Linked DNA regions of Hordeum vulgare: region 1 is linked to region 2. Evidence: chromatin contacts called from public Hi-C data. All regions are on one chromosome and are shown on one strand. Each heading gives the region's core, a stretch centred on a gene start, on an enhancer-like site or on the middle of the called end of the contact. The rest is flanking DNA. Distances are from core to core; before and after follow the strand shown.

Evidence for each region. A called contact is a pair of places that touch in the nucleus more often than the background predicts.
Region 1: a Hi-C map of leaf shows a contact between it and region 2, with 2.5 times the contacts expected there. The contact joins two enhancer-like sites. A contact is called at or near these places in 2 of 6 Hi-C or Micro-C datasets (leaf and seedling).

The regions. Positions count from the first base shown.
Region 1 is chr1H:453,898,195-453,904,643 of MorexV3_pseudomolecules_assembly, forward strand. No RefSeq gene overlaps it. Among protein-coding and RNA genes, the nearest start is that of LOC123444706, 15 kb to the right of the region's middle. Within about 2 kb of position 4,392, at least 2 of the 3 cell types and tissues checked have open chromatin away from gene starts, as enhancers often do. A contact at or near this core is called in leaf, where this site is marked.
Region 2 is chr1H:453,147,456-453,154,235 of MorexV3_pseudomolecules_assembly, forward strand. No RefSeq gene overlaps it. Among protein-coding and RNA genes, the nearest start is that of LOC123413945, 33 kb to the right of the region's middle. Within about 2 kb of position 3,961, at least 2 of the 3 cell types and tissues checked have open chromatin away from gene starts, as enhancers often do. A contact at or near this core is called in leaf, where this site is marked.

The DNA of each region.
Region 1 (6,449 bases), core at 3,142-5,641, 750 kb after region 2:
TTTTTGTGTTCATATATCTTTACCCCCCCCCCTTATCTTGCTTCTCGTTATCCGTTCATTCTTTCCATTGGAGGGCAGCGATCCACGTGGCCTTAGGGGCGATTAGGTAAACCTAAGGCAACCCATAGCTGCGACGCACCTTGACGGGGTCCCTCCTGGGCGTGTGGGGTTTCGGGTCTACAATGCTCCTGCTAGATTGCCTGCGTGCCATGTTTTTGGACTCTCCGGGTGGCGCCGGGGCAACCCCTCATCATGATAGCGATCTACACCAGCAACTTTGCCGCCGTCACCACCAACTCTCTCCCCCTATTTGAAGCGGTGTAAACCCTCTTCTCCCCGCTATAACCTCTACTTAAACATGGTGCTTAATGCTATATATTATTAACCAATGATATGTGTCTATCCTATGATGTTTGAGTCAATTGCTTGTGACATATCTGCTTGAATAGCACATGGTGGTGTCGGAAGTCAACTTAAAACAGACGGTGAATCAAGTGTAGATCTAGATGGTAGTTCCATACCTCCCCTATTCTTAGAGGGTATGATCTTAGTTTTGGATCCTCTTAGATTCTTCATAATGATAAGCAGATACATAATTCCCAAGTGAACATAATAAATAAAGCTATGCTCCCTCGCAACAACACTAGAACATAGTCTTGACGACCCACAAGTATAGGGGATCGCAACGGTCTTTGAGGAAGTATTTTACCAAAAATTATTGATTCTACATAAGGGGAGCCAAAGAATATTTATAAGCCTTAGCAGTTGAGTTGTCAATTCAACCACACCTGGAATATTATTTCTCTGCAGAAAATTATTAGTAGCATAGTAGTTTGATTGCTTTGATAGTAGCGGTGGCGGTAACAGTCGAAGTAATGGTTGTAAAGTAGCAACAGTAGTAGTAACTTAGCAAGCAAAATATGTGAAACGTGTAGGCATGGAGTATGAATGGATATTTGGATGATATTAACCATGTAACAGTCCCAACCTAGAGCGACATAGAACTAGCTCCAATTCATTAATCATATGTAGGCATGTGTTCCATAAATCGTTATAATGCTTATAATAAGAACTTGCATAACATCTTTTGTCCAACCTTCCCGTGGCAGCGGTGTACTATTGGAAATCTAAGGGTAATTAAGGCTTTTTAATAGAGAACCAGAACAAAACATTAACACATAGTGAATACATGAACTCGTCATAGTACGGTCATCACTGGAATGAATCCCAATTTTTTCACCTTGGTGGTATGTGTATCATAACACGTAGTAGGTGCATATAAGTTTTGAAAGATAGGATCTGAAACCCACTCAATTCATGAAAACATAATAGGTTCAGATCATAAATCATGGCACTCGGGCCCTAGTGACAAGCATTAAGGACAGTATAGTCATAGCAACATCAATCTCAGAACATAGTGGATACTATTGATCAAGACCTAACAAATTAACACAATTAAATGATCAATATTATCCATCTCCATCTACCTATAGTATGCATACAATGAAATTACTAACTCCCTGTGGTGAGCATCATGAGGTCATCAATGAAGATTGCTTTATGATGACGATAGTGACGATTTGCCCTCTCCGGAGCCGAAAACAGGCTCCAGATCTGGCCTCCTGGAAAAGAACAAAATGTGGTGGTGGATCAATATTGTAAAACGCGATGAAAATTCTTCCCTTTTTTTGTGTGAGACGGTACTTATGGAGTTGGAAGCAGGTCGAACAAAGTTGTGAGTGGACCACAAGGGTAGGGGCATAGACTGCTCCCTTTTGGACGGCCTGTTGACCCCTTTTGGCAGGTCTTCTTTCGTTTTTTATTTATTCCATACAAAATCCTCGCCAAGTTTCGTCTAATTCTGAGAAATTTTATGTCTACACAAAGACAACACCATGGCCGTTCTATTGAAAACAATGTTAGTGTGAGTTAGTTTCATTCAAATTACCCAAATTAGGGTCCAAACAAAGAGAAAAATGTTTGAAAAAATAGGTACATTTCGGACGTCTCAAGCATCACAGAAACATAAGTTTCAAACACTATACCCTCCTTAGTAGTACGATGGTCGTGTGGCTTAATGTAGAGAAAAAGAACAACGAAAGAAAATGATATGCCTTTTCTTCTTCTTGATTCTTTGTGTCAACGGACAATCACCGAACTAATTGCTTTGTGTCAACAATTGTTTGGGCTCAATTTCATCACGCATAATCTGCAGTGATAATCTTTGCTAGTGTAGAGGAGATTATCTTTGGAATTTGCACCAAACTCCTTGTGACTCCTCGGGCCTATAATCACTACATGCACTGGCAAACACATTAGTCCCTCACTGTTTATCACAACAATCTGCAAAACAGAGTAGACAAATTATTGCACCAACACAAGTCATCCACATAACCACGGACACAAGATTTCGTAAAGATTTAACTCTGTAGGGGTGCACCAACAACCCATTATAGGCAATGTAGGAATGGAGTATAATGACCAGAAGAAGATGGATGGGAGATTAAAAATTCTTTCAAAAGTTAAATACTCTCAGAACAACACAACAAAATGAACTATCAGAAGCAGACCTACGAAGGAAATCTACTTGAAGTTGCGAGAATAACTAGACATATTACTATAAGATTTTCATCAAAACAGAACTAAGAAGAATGTATAAGTAGCAGAAGATGAATATCAGGCAGACAAACAAAGAGACAATCTTTGGCATAGTGAGAGGTGACACAAAACAAAACATTGTATGTTCACACATGAAATAGCACAAGAGAATGAACAGACAAAGTCTCCAAGAACAACAAATGAGAAATAACTCAACCGAAATTAAATTACTCAAGTTAATGCGGAATGAGAAATAGTGAGTGGTGCTTGATACGTCTCCAATGTATCTATAATTTTTTATTGTTCCATGCTATTATATTATATGTTTTGGATGTTTTATATGCATTAATATATTGTTTTACATTATTTTTGGGACTAACCTATTAACCAAGAGCCTAGTGCCAGTTTCTGTTTTTTCCACGTTTGTGAATATTGCACATAAGGAATATTAAACGGAGTCCACACGGAATAAAATCTTAGAAAAGATTTTTTCTGGACCAGAAGACAAACAACAGACTTGGAGTAGGGGGCAAGGAAGTTGTCGGGAGGCCACAAGCCTGCAGGGCGTGCCCTGGGGGTGGCCGCGCCCCGTGTCTTGTGGGCCCCCTACAGGTCTCCTAACCATAATTCTTGGCTTATAAATTCTCAAATATTCCAAAAACATCAAAAAGAGCCACGAGGATACTTTTACGCCGCCGGGAGCCTCTGTTCCCGAGAGATCCAATCTGGAAGCCTTTTTCGGTAATCTGCCGAAGAGGGAATTGATCACGGAGGGCATCTACATCAACTCCATTGCCCCTCCGATGATGTGTGAGTAGTTTCATCACAGACCTACGGGTCCATAGCTAGTAGCTAGATGACTTCTTCTCTCTCTTTGATCTTCAATACCATGTTCAGCGAGCGAATCAAACGGCAAAACGCCAAACTCGTACGTGGGCCGGCCCAACCAGAGCCAATCCTTAGCGAAAGCACACCGTTTTGACGCTAACGCGTGTCAAATAGGGTATGCCCTAGGTATGCGCAACTAGCAAGACATGGCGCAAATTCGCCGTTTCACACCGGAGACAAGTACATCTAATTAGTGGTTGGCCATTTAAGCCACGTAGCTACTACTTCTACAAGATTCTGGTTTAGAAACTTTCTAGAAGAATCCTTATTTTTTTTTATTTTGCTTTACCAGTTTATTTATATTTATATATTTCAACATTTTTTTCCTATTTTCTTTTTTTTCAAAAATTAAAAAATGCACATACATTTTGAAAATTGTTTGTGGTTCAAAAATTGTTCAACATATTGCAATTTCAAAAAAGGTTCAAGTTTCCAAAAAAATCACAATTCAAAAATATTTTCATTTAAGAAAATTCAAATTAGGTTTTCAGAATAATGGAAAACCATATTTACAAAAATGTTCACAGTTTAAAATAGTTTGCATTTTAGTAAAAAAATATACATTTAAAAAAAGTAAATAAATGTTTATATTTCCTAAAAAATACTTAATTTCAAAGAAATGTTTATGTTTCCTCTGTATGTTAGGAATTTAAACCTTCCAGTTTAAAAAATTATGCAGAATTTGAAAATACACTCAATTTTTTAAATGTTTGATTTTAGAATAATATATTTAAAAATAATATTCACTTATAAAAATGAATTATTCTTGTTTGCCGAAGAAAAAGATACAATACCGGCTCACTAAAGTAACGTGTTCTATTGAACTGGCTCCCTGCAGTAGGGGCAACTTCACTACATGGACCTGCCCAACCGGGGCTACCATGTGTGTAATGGCGCCAATTTAACACAAAGAGCGTGTGATAGGAGCTCCCATGCAAAGCAAATGGACACCTGCTCCCAGCAACGGCGTTGAAGGCAACTCGGCCAACAGACACAGTTTGATCTGTCTTGTGTCTGTTTGAGTCGATCGAAGGGGCGGTGTCCGGAAGAAATTGCACTGTACCTCATCGTGCAGATCCGCATCTACTCGTTGCAATCCTAATATTAGTCTCGCACTGTTTAATATAAAGAGTAAATCGTTTTGTTTCGAGAATACATAGCAATACAAATAGAAAGGGGTCCACACCTACAACTTTTTGTTGTTGTTGAGAGAGTAAGAAGAGAAGTATTGCATGCACAGAGATGCTCTCTCCAACTAAAACTTACATTTATTTTGCTTATATCATTTTAACAAAAAATCATTTGTGAAACAATTTACATATTTGAATTCATGGTTGATAGACCTTTAAAACAAGACCAGTTTTGAATATATTTTGAACGAGTTTAAAATATTAATTTAACACATCTCACATATGTCATGGTAATATATTTCACTCATAATAACATATTTCACTCATTTTAAAACAAATTTCACATATTTCAAAATATATTTCACTCATTTCATATAACATTTTTCATATAAAATATTTCATTAATTTCAAAAACAAAAATCATAATCACATACTCCACTCATTCAAAAAATATTTTCTAATAGCTCATTCATTTTAAATCAGATTCCACACTCTAAAACAGATTTCAGTTATTTTATATAACATATGTTACTCAAACATATTGCACTCATTTCAAAAGAGATTTCATAAATAACTTGTCTCACGCATTTTTAATCATATTTCATGATAACATATTTCACTTACTATGTCTTTCTTCATAATAACATATTCTAGAACCCACATTTCACATTTCACTATCTTGTCTGACAAAAAGAACATCCTTTTCAAATACATATTCACTATTTTAAAATAAATTGTTACACATTTACAAGTCACCAACTTCACAAGTCACACTTTACTAGTGAAATGGGTTTATTTCACATATGAAATGTGAAACCTTAAATTTGTTTGTGTTTGAAAACTATCCAAGATTGATCTAGCTTTGAAGGTCTTCGCACCATGAGTTTAAATATATAAATTATTTCACAAACAAAATTATATTTTAAAAGTTATGAGTGACTTAAATTTTCTAAGATTAAAAAGTCTCAATTTTTTAGGAGAGAGAGAAACAACAGTGTTGTGGCAAGCGCACTACACTGAAAAAAGTACTACGGGACTCATCAAACTCAGAGACTAAACAACAATAGTAGCAATTAAGATACCAATACACAGAATATACATATATGTGGACCATACCTAGTATGAATCACATAGAAAAACTAGTGGTCTGAGATATATACCGTTACCGCACAAAAAGAGTTTGCGCGGCGTCCTGTCTCGTTTGCGGATTTCATGGCAGTGCACCCAACCATGTGGCCCATTTGGTCTGCCAAGCTAGTTTTTGCCCAAGTTTTTGACATTGTATAAATACAAATAAAACGTCATATAGTTTCACAACACAATATATAATGTACAACCAAATAAAGATCTTACAATTTACAAGCAAATTAAAATATCATAGCTTACAACCAAATGAATTTAAGATTGGCACAAATACAAATAAAAAGATCTGATACATCTATTGGTTGATGAGTTCACATGCTCAACCAAATCATTTTGAAGTTGAATGTGACCCATCACGGATTTCATGATAAAGTTGGGTGAACTCTCCAATCAATGTTGGTCCCTGCTGAGTCTTGAGAAATCAAACTCATGTATTGTCCCTACCAAAAAACAGTCTTAAGAAATTAAACCCTTGTATTGTCCTTGCAAAAAAAATGGACAATTATTTCTCTTTCAGTGGGTACAATCTATACTATCGAGCATCCCCGAAAAAGCCTTTGGATTCATTGATCACCAATAATCGGGTTTTATGTGTTGCAGTTGGTTCACCCAAATACTCGGAGCCAAACACTACAACCACAAACTTTTAGAACCGGTACAATGATGCAAGGCATGTGTACTCACTCATGC
Region 2 (6,780 bases), core at 2,711-5,210:
GCTCGACTGCTACTTAACTTTATTTTTTGATAGGCCCGAGCCCGGCCCGACGTGACCATTGGGCTCAACTTTTTGGCCCGAGCCTGACTTGATGGGAAAATAAGCCTGGCCTGGCCCAGGATTTCTCGTCCGGGTCGGGTCGGCCGGCCGGGCCGGGCTGCCCATGCCTAGGTATACTCTCACGGAAGAAAATCCGTGCCTTTCGTAGAAGAAAAATCATTCTTGTTGAGAAAGGAAATAAGAAAGAAAACACATATTATCATGCAAAAAATATATATATATTTTTCGTTCAAAAGCTAAGAAAGACCAATAAAAACCAGAGCACCGAAAAACCCTAGAAAAACACACCTAAAAAGCCAAAAATGCATGCAAAAAAATAAAATAAAAACGCTCAGAGCGCGACACATGACGACGGCTGAAAACGCATCAAGTGGCTTTGCGTGGGAGTGATCGTTGAAGGCTTCCGAAGAAGCGTTCGCCAATTAGTTGCTCTCGGCTATGTGTTGCCTATTGCAAGGTAGACTTCTGCCTCGCTTACACGTCACCGGTGGTGGGCTGACCTAGTAGGATGTGGCTCGGCATGCTGACGTCACTTGAATATCCTTTTCTAATGTTTCTTTTATAATTGAAATGCATTTATATTATTAAAATAAATTTGTTTAAGAAATTTAAAAACACATATTTGGAAAAAATGTTAACATTATAAAAAACTGCTGCCACAGTTTTATAATTTTCTTTTAACTTTCAAATAAATGTTATTGACAACGAAAAATAAGTTTCCGGATTTTGGAAAATGTATACTAATTCGAAGGAATGCATACAAAATATTATTTTTTGTATAATGTAATTTTTTTGTACTGTTAAAAAAGCATGTTACATTATGGAATTATTCCCATGTTTCACAAAAAATATTTGCGAGATTTTAAAAAATTTATATACCTTCTAAAACAAATGTTTGAGTAAGTCAGTAAAATTCTTATTTGCGGTAAAAAATGTACTTTACATTTTAAAGAATATAATAATTTCTTTAAATTCCATAAAAAGTTTATAAAATGTGAAATTTCCATAAAACTTTTATACAGTGTAAAAAGAATATAATTATGTTTGAGTAAGAATGTAATAATTTTAAAGAATATAAGTCTTTCTGAGAAAATAGATTGTGAAATTTCTTTAAAAGGTTTATAAAATGTGAAAAATGTACAAAATATATTACCAATAAAATAATATAAAATCAGTACTGAAAATGTTACTATGGATTCGGAAAACTGTACAAGAAATCTATTTTAAACAAATATATACATCATGTATTAGAAAACGTCCAACATTTATCAAAACAATTTTTCACATGTGCTATAAAAATGTACACTTTGTATTGCAAAGAAAGTAAGAATGTCTTAAAAAATAAAAGAGATAAAAGGCAATAAAAATAATATAAAATAGAATAAATAAGAAAATAAATAAAATAAAAACGAATAAAAAACAAGAGTATCACTAAGAAAGAATAACAAAAAAACCGAAGAAAAATATTAAAGACTACCGGAGTAAAATGATGAGAAAAGAGTGAAAAAATAATATCAGAGGAAAAAATAAATGAAAAAGAAACTGAACGCAAAGAAAACCGGGAAGATGTGAACCTACAGCTGACAGCGATCAACCACACTAATGGACCGGGCGCTAGCCGTGGCCCGTAGATGGTAAGGGCGGCATATAGCTCTAGCGACCGGGAAGAGTACAGATCGGTTTCCACTCTGGCTCGCATGACCATTTTACAGCATTTTTTTTTTTAATTCTGTTTATCCCTTTTCAGTTTTTCCTGGTTTTCAGCTTCTTTAACATTTTCAAATTCATGATTTCTTTTCAATTCATGGAAAATTTTGAATCCACGGACAATTTTAAACCCTTGAACATTTTTTAGTTGTCAAACATTTAGTTGTTTCCGCAAACATTCTTGGTAAAAAGATAGGGGCTGGTTTTTGAACCATGTGATTATAGGAAGGCTCCATTGGTTTCTTTTGTTTGTCCCATCATTTTTTGCTTATTCTCTGTTTTCTGTTATTCTATTGGTTCACGTTTTTATTTATGTTGATCTTTTCTATTTGTGTTCCCCTTTTTTCCTGTCCTTGATCTTTTTTGAAATTTGTGAACATTCAATAAAATTTTGGATTATTTTCATTCTGTTAAGATTTTTCAAATTCCCAAACCCTTTTTTAAAATCAAATTCATGAACTTTTTAAATATTTGTGCATAATTTCAAATTAGTGAATAATATTTCAAATTCTTTGTCATTTTTAGTCTCACATTTGTTTTTCATATTGATGAACATTTCACATGGAAAACTTCAAATTTGTAATTTTTTCTTAATTTGCGAACCTTCATGAACTCATGAACATTTTGCAAATTAATGATTTTGTTAAATTTTGAACTTCTCACATCCATGAAGATTTATTCACAAACATTTTCTACATTCATGAAGATTTTCAGACCCATCAACATTTTCTCAAGCTCATGGACATTTTTGAACTTAAATTCATGATTTGTTTTTGAAATCATGATGTTTTTTGAATTCGTATTTTTCTGAATTCGTGTTATTTAGTATTAATTTATGAACATTTTTCCAATTTTGAACCTTTTTTGACCCCGAGAAATGACAGTGTTGGCAATAGCTTTGATATACTTTACTCTGCTCAGAAATGAACATTGGGAATTTGGGATATACACTTAGCATATGCTATGTTGTTTCTACTGTGTTCAAATGACTCATAAAAAATATTTGAAAATAATACCATGTTGAAAATATTAATGTATATAGAAGGATACTTATAAAAGACAATAAACCTTTCGGCATCTGCAATGGCCTGTCTGTCTATGTTTGTTAAATGATTTAAGTATATACGTTCATGGCAGTCTCAACCAATGTGAAACCACGTGATCGTGGGTGTGGCTGAAGCATCTACCCACGACCTGATCTGTTGAGCCAGACAAACGCCATGATGCCAAGTGCCAATCCGAATAATGCACGTGTAGTGGCACGTTGCTGACGATGGGCGTGCTTACGGCAGACACCTGACGTTGCAGCTGCATGATAGCCGGCCATCGCCCTAATTTTATTTTTGATTGGCCTTTCAACTTTGTTATCTTATACAGTACGTACTTGTTTTCAGATCAGGTTGCCGTCGCATGGAGCTCGCAGTTGACCATGCAATATTCTATAATACCGCGTATCATGCATCCTGCACACGTAGAGTATGCAATCACAAGTGTCATGCTTAATTAGTTGTATCGGTGATTATCGTGAGATGCAGGGTCTTACATGTACCGCACACTGGTTCTGCGAACAACATACACTAGCCAGGCTTCTCCAGAGGAGAGATTAACAAGAATATAGTACCCCATGTCTACGCACCTAATCACGCCATTAACCCAGCGTCACTGATGTAGTCGTCATGTGCTTGTGCCAGGAACGATCTTGGATAAACTAATATGCACGGAGCGTCAGGATAGATAACGATTTTTTTAATTTTTTTTGTAAATGGAGGCAAAAGATTTGACCGGAATCATGGCCATACGGATGGTTAACGTCAGTACAACATGTGGATGATGATCCGAATCGAGCCCCCTCTTCTGGAAATCCAAGAGCACCGATTCATTTGCCCAGTTTCGCATGTTTCAGGATTGATGTTCATATTTTAATTCACTGGCCGGCGGAATTTTAGATTTTCTTGGAGGTTGACGTGGAGGCAGGAGGTTGGTGGTGACTTGCAGAAGAAAAAGGTCAGGGAGGAAAGAAGGCAGAGCATGGGCGAGAGACAAGAGAGACTATTTCATTTCATATGTTTTTTAATCCAGACGACTACATAATCTCGAGCTTATAAAACCTCACTCACTCACCCACTTAGTGCATTATGCGGCCCATGGCCCGACTTACTACAATGGCCCATACTTCTGAGTACAGACCACATCGACGACAATGCCCCACTCGGCCGTACTACTCTTTCGCGTGACAAAGTAGGGGCGGTGACGGTGCCCTCTCCTTGAGAAGCTGCTTGCCTCCAAGTAGCTGCCCGTGGAAACCTTTTCTGTTATGTTGTGTAATCTTTTCAGGTGGCGAATTCTGCATGCAGATCAGACCAACGAATCAACACCTAAAGGAGAGCAGTGTTACCTTGTTTGACCAGCCGTCGGTCCCGGATTTTGGACGGAGTTAAATCTTCATTGTCTAGACGAGGCAGTTTGGGAAAATTGTGTGATCACACACTTGCTGATTCAGCTGCGAGACATGAAACACCGGATGAATTTGAGTGTCGTGTTGGTCCTATCTTCTACAAATCTGAAATGGCCCAAAATATTTGAAAGCCAGCTTAGGGCAGGGTCGATTGAACAGAGACAGTTGACCATACGGTTGTAATTTAAGAAAAACAAATTCCCCAAGAGCAAAGTCTCATGGATCTGTGCTTGTGAGCATCTGACTTGAATTTCCGCTGAGCTCTCTCGAGATGGTGTTTCAAGTGTTCGTCATAAGCCTGGCTGTTCCTACAACCACTATTGAACATCGGGAGAAGCATCTTGTTGGGTAACGTAGCATAAATTTAAAAAAATTCCTACGCATATTCAGATCTTCCTATGGAGAGACCATCAACGAGAGAGGGGTGAGTGCATCTTCATACCTTTGAAGATCGCTAAGCGGAAGCGTTACTAGAACGCGGTTGATGGAGTCGTACTCGCGGCGATTCAGATCGCGGTGTGATTACGATCTAGTGCCGGACTACGACACCTCCGCGTTCAACACACATGCAGCCCGGTGACGTCTCCCGCACCTTGATCCAGCAAGGAGGAGGGAGAGGTTGGGGAAGATCTCCAGCAGCACTACGACATGGTGTCGATGGAGAGACGAGGTCTCCCGGCAGGGCTTCGCCAAGCACCGGCAGAGAGGAGGAAAAAGAAGAGCAGGGCTGCGCCGAGGGAGAGGGAAAACTGTGTCTCCAAAAGCCCAAAAGTGCCCACTATATATAGGAGGAGGGGAGGGGGGCTGCCACCCCAAGGGTTCCCACCCTAGGTGGTGCGACAGCACCCCCAGATGGGAGGTGCGGCGGCCAAGGCAAGGGGAGGGGGTGGCGCACCCCTAGGTGGGCCTTAGGCCCACCAGCGCCTAGGGTTTCCCCCCTCTCCACCTCCTGCGCCTTGGGCTGAGTGTGGGGGGCGCACCAGCCCACCTAGGGGTTGGTTCCCTCCCGCACTTGGCCCATCTAGCCTCCCGGGGTCGTTGCCCCCTTCCGGTGGACCCCCGGGGCCACCTCCGGTGGTCCCGGTGGTCCCGGTACGTTACCGCTGACGCCCGAAACACTTCCGGTGTCCGAAACCATCCGTCCTATATACCAATATTTACCTCCGGACCATCATTGAAAAACACTTCCGGTGTCCGAAACACTTCTCCAAGGTCCTTCATTGAAAAACTCTTGTTCAAATAGGCCTTTATGCTCTCCAACATCTCTATATTATTCCCCATCAATAATATGTCATCCACATACAGTATGAGGAAAGCTACAGAGCTCCCACTCACTTTCTTGTACACACAGGCTTCTCCGTAAACCTGTATGAACCCAAACGCTTTAATCACCTCATTAAAGCGAATCTTCCAACTCCGAGATGCTTGCACCAGCCCATAGATGGAGCGCTGGAGCTTGCACACTTTGTTAGCACCCTTAGGGTCGACAAAACCTTCTGGTTGCATCATATACAACTCTTCCTTAAGGTTCCCGTTAAGGAACGTTGTTTTGACGTCCATTTGCCAAATTTCATAATCATAAAAGGGGGCAATTGCTAACATGATTCATACTGACTTCAGCTTCGCTACGGGAGAGAAAGTCTCTTCGTAGTCAATTCCTTGAATTTGTCGAAAACCCTTTGCGACAAGTCGAGCTTTATAAACGGTTACATTACCGTTTGCATCAGTCTTCTTCTTGAAGATCCATTTATTTTCTATGGCTCGTCGGTCATCGGGCAAGTCCACCAAAGTCCATACTTTGTTCTCATACATGGATCCTATCTCGGATTTCATAGCTTCAAGCCATTTGTTGGAATCCGGGCCCGCCATCGCTTCTTCATAGTTCGAAGGTTCACCGTTGTCTAACAACATGATTTCCATCAGAGGGTTGCCGTACCACTCTGGTGCGCATCGTACCCTTGTGGACCTTCGCGGCTCAGTAGTAACTTTATCCGAAGCTTCATGATCATTATCATTAACTTCCTCTTCAGTTGGTGTAGGCGCCACAGGAACAACTTCCCACGCTGCGTTACTTTCCTGTTCGAGAGGGGGTGTAATTACCTCATCAAGTTCTACCTTCCTCCCACTTACATCTTTTGAGAGAAACTCTTTCTCTAGAAAGGATCCGTTCTTGGCAACAAAGGTTTTACCTTCAGATCTAAGATAGAAGGTATACCCAATAGTTTCCTTAGGGTATCCTATGAATACGCATTTCTCCACTTTGGGTTCGAGATTTTCTGGTTGAAGTTTCTTCACATAAGCATCGCAGCCCCAAACTTTAAGAAACGACAACTTAGGTTTCTTGCCAAACCATAGTTCATACGGTGTCGTCTCAACGGATTTGGACGGTGCCCTATTTAAAGTGAATGCTGCAGTTTCTAATGCGTATCCCCAAAATGATAGCGGTAAGTCGGTAAGAGACATCATAGATCGTACCATATCTAATAAAGTACGATTACGACGTTCACACACTCCGTTGCGTTGCGGTGTGCCAGGCGGCATCAGTTGTGAAATGATTC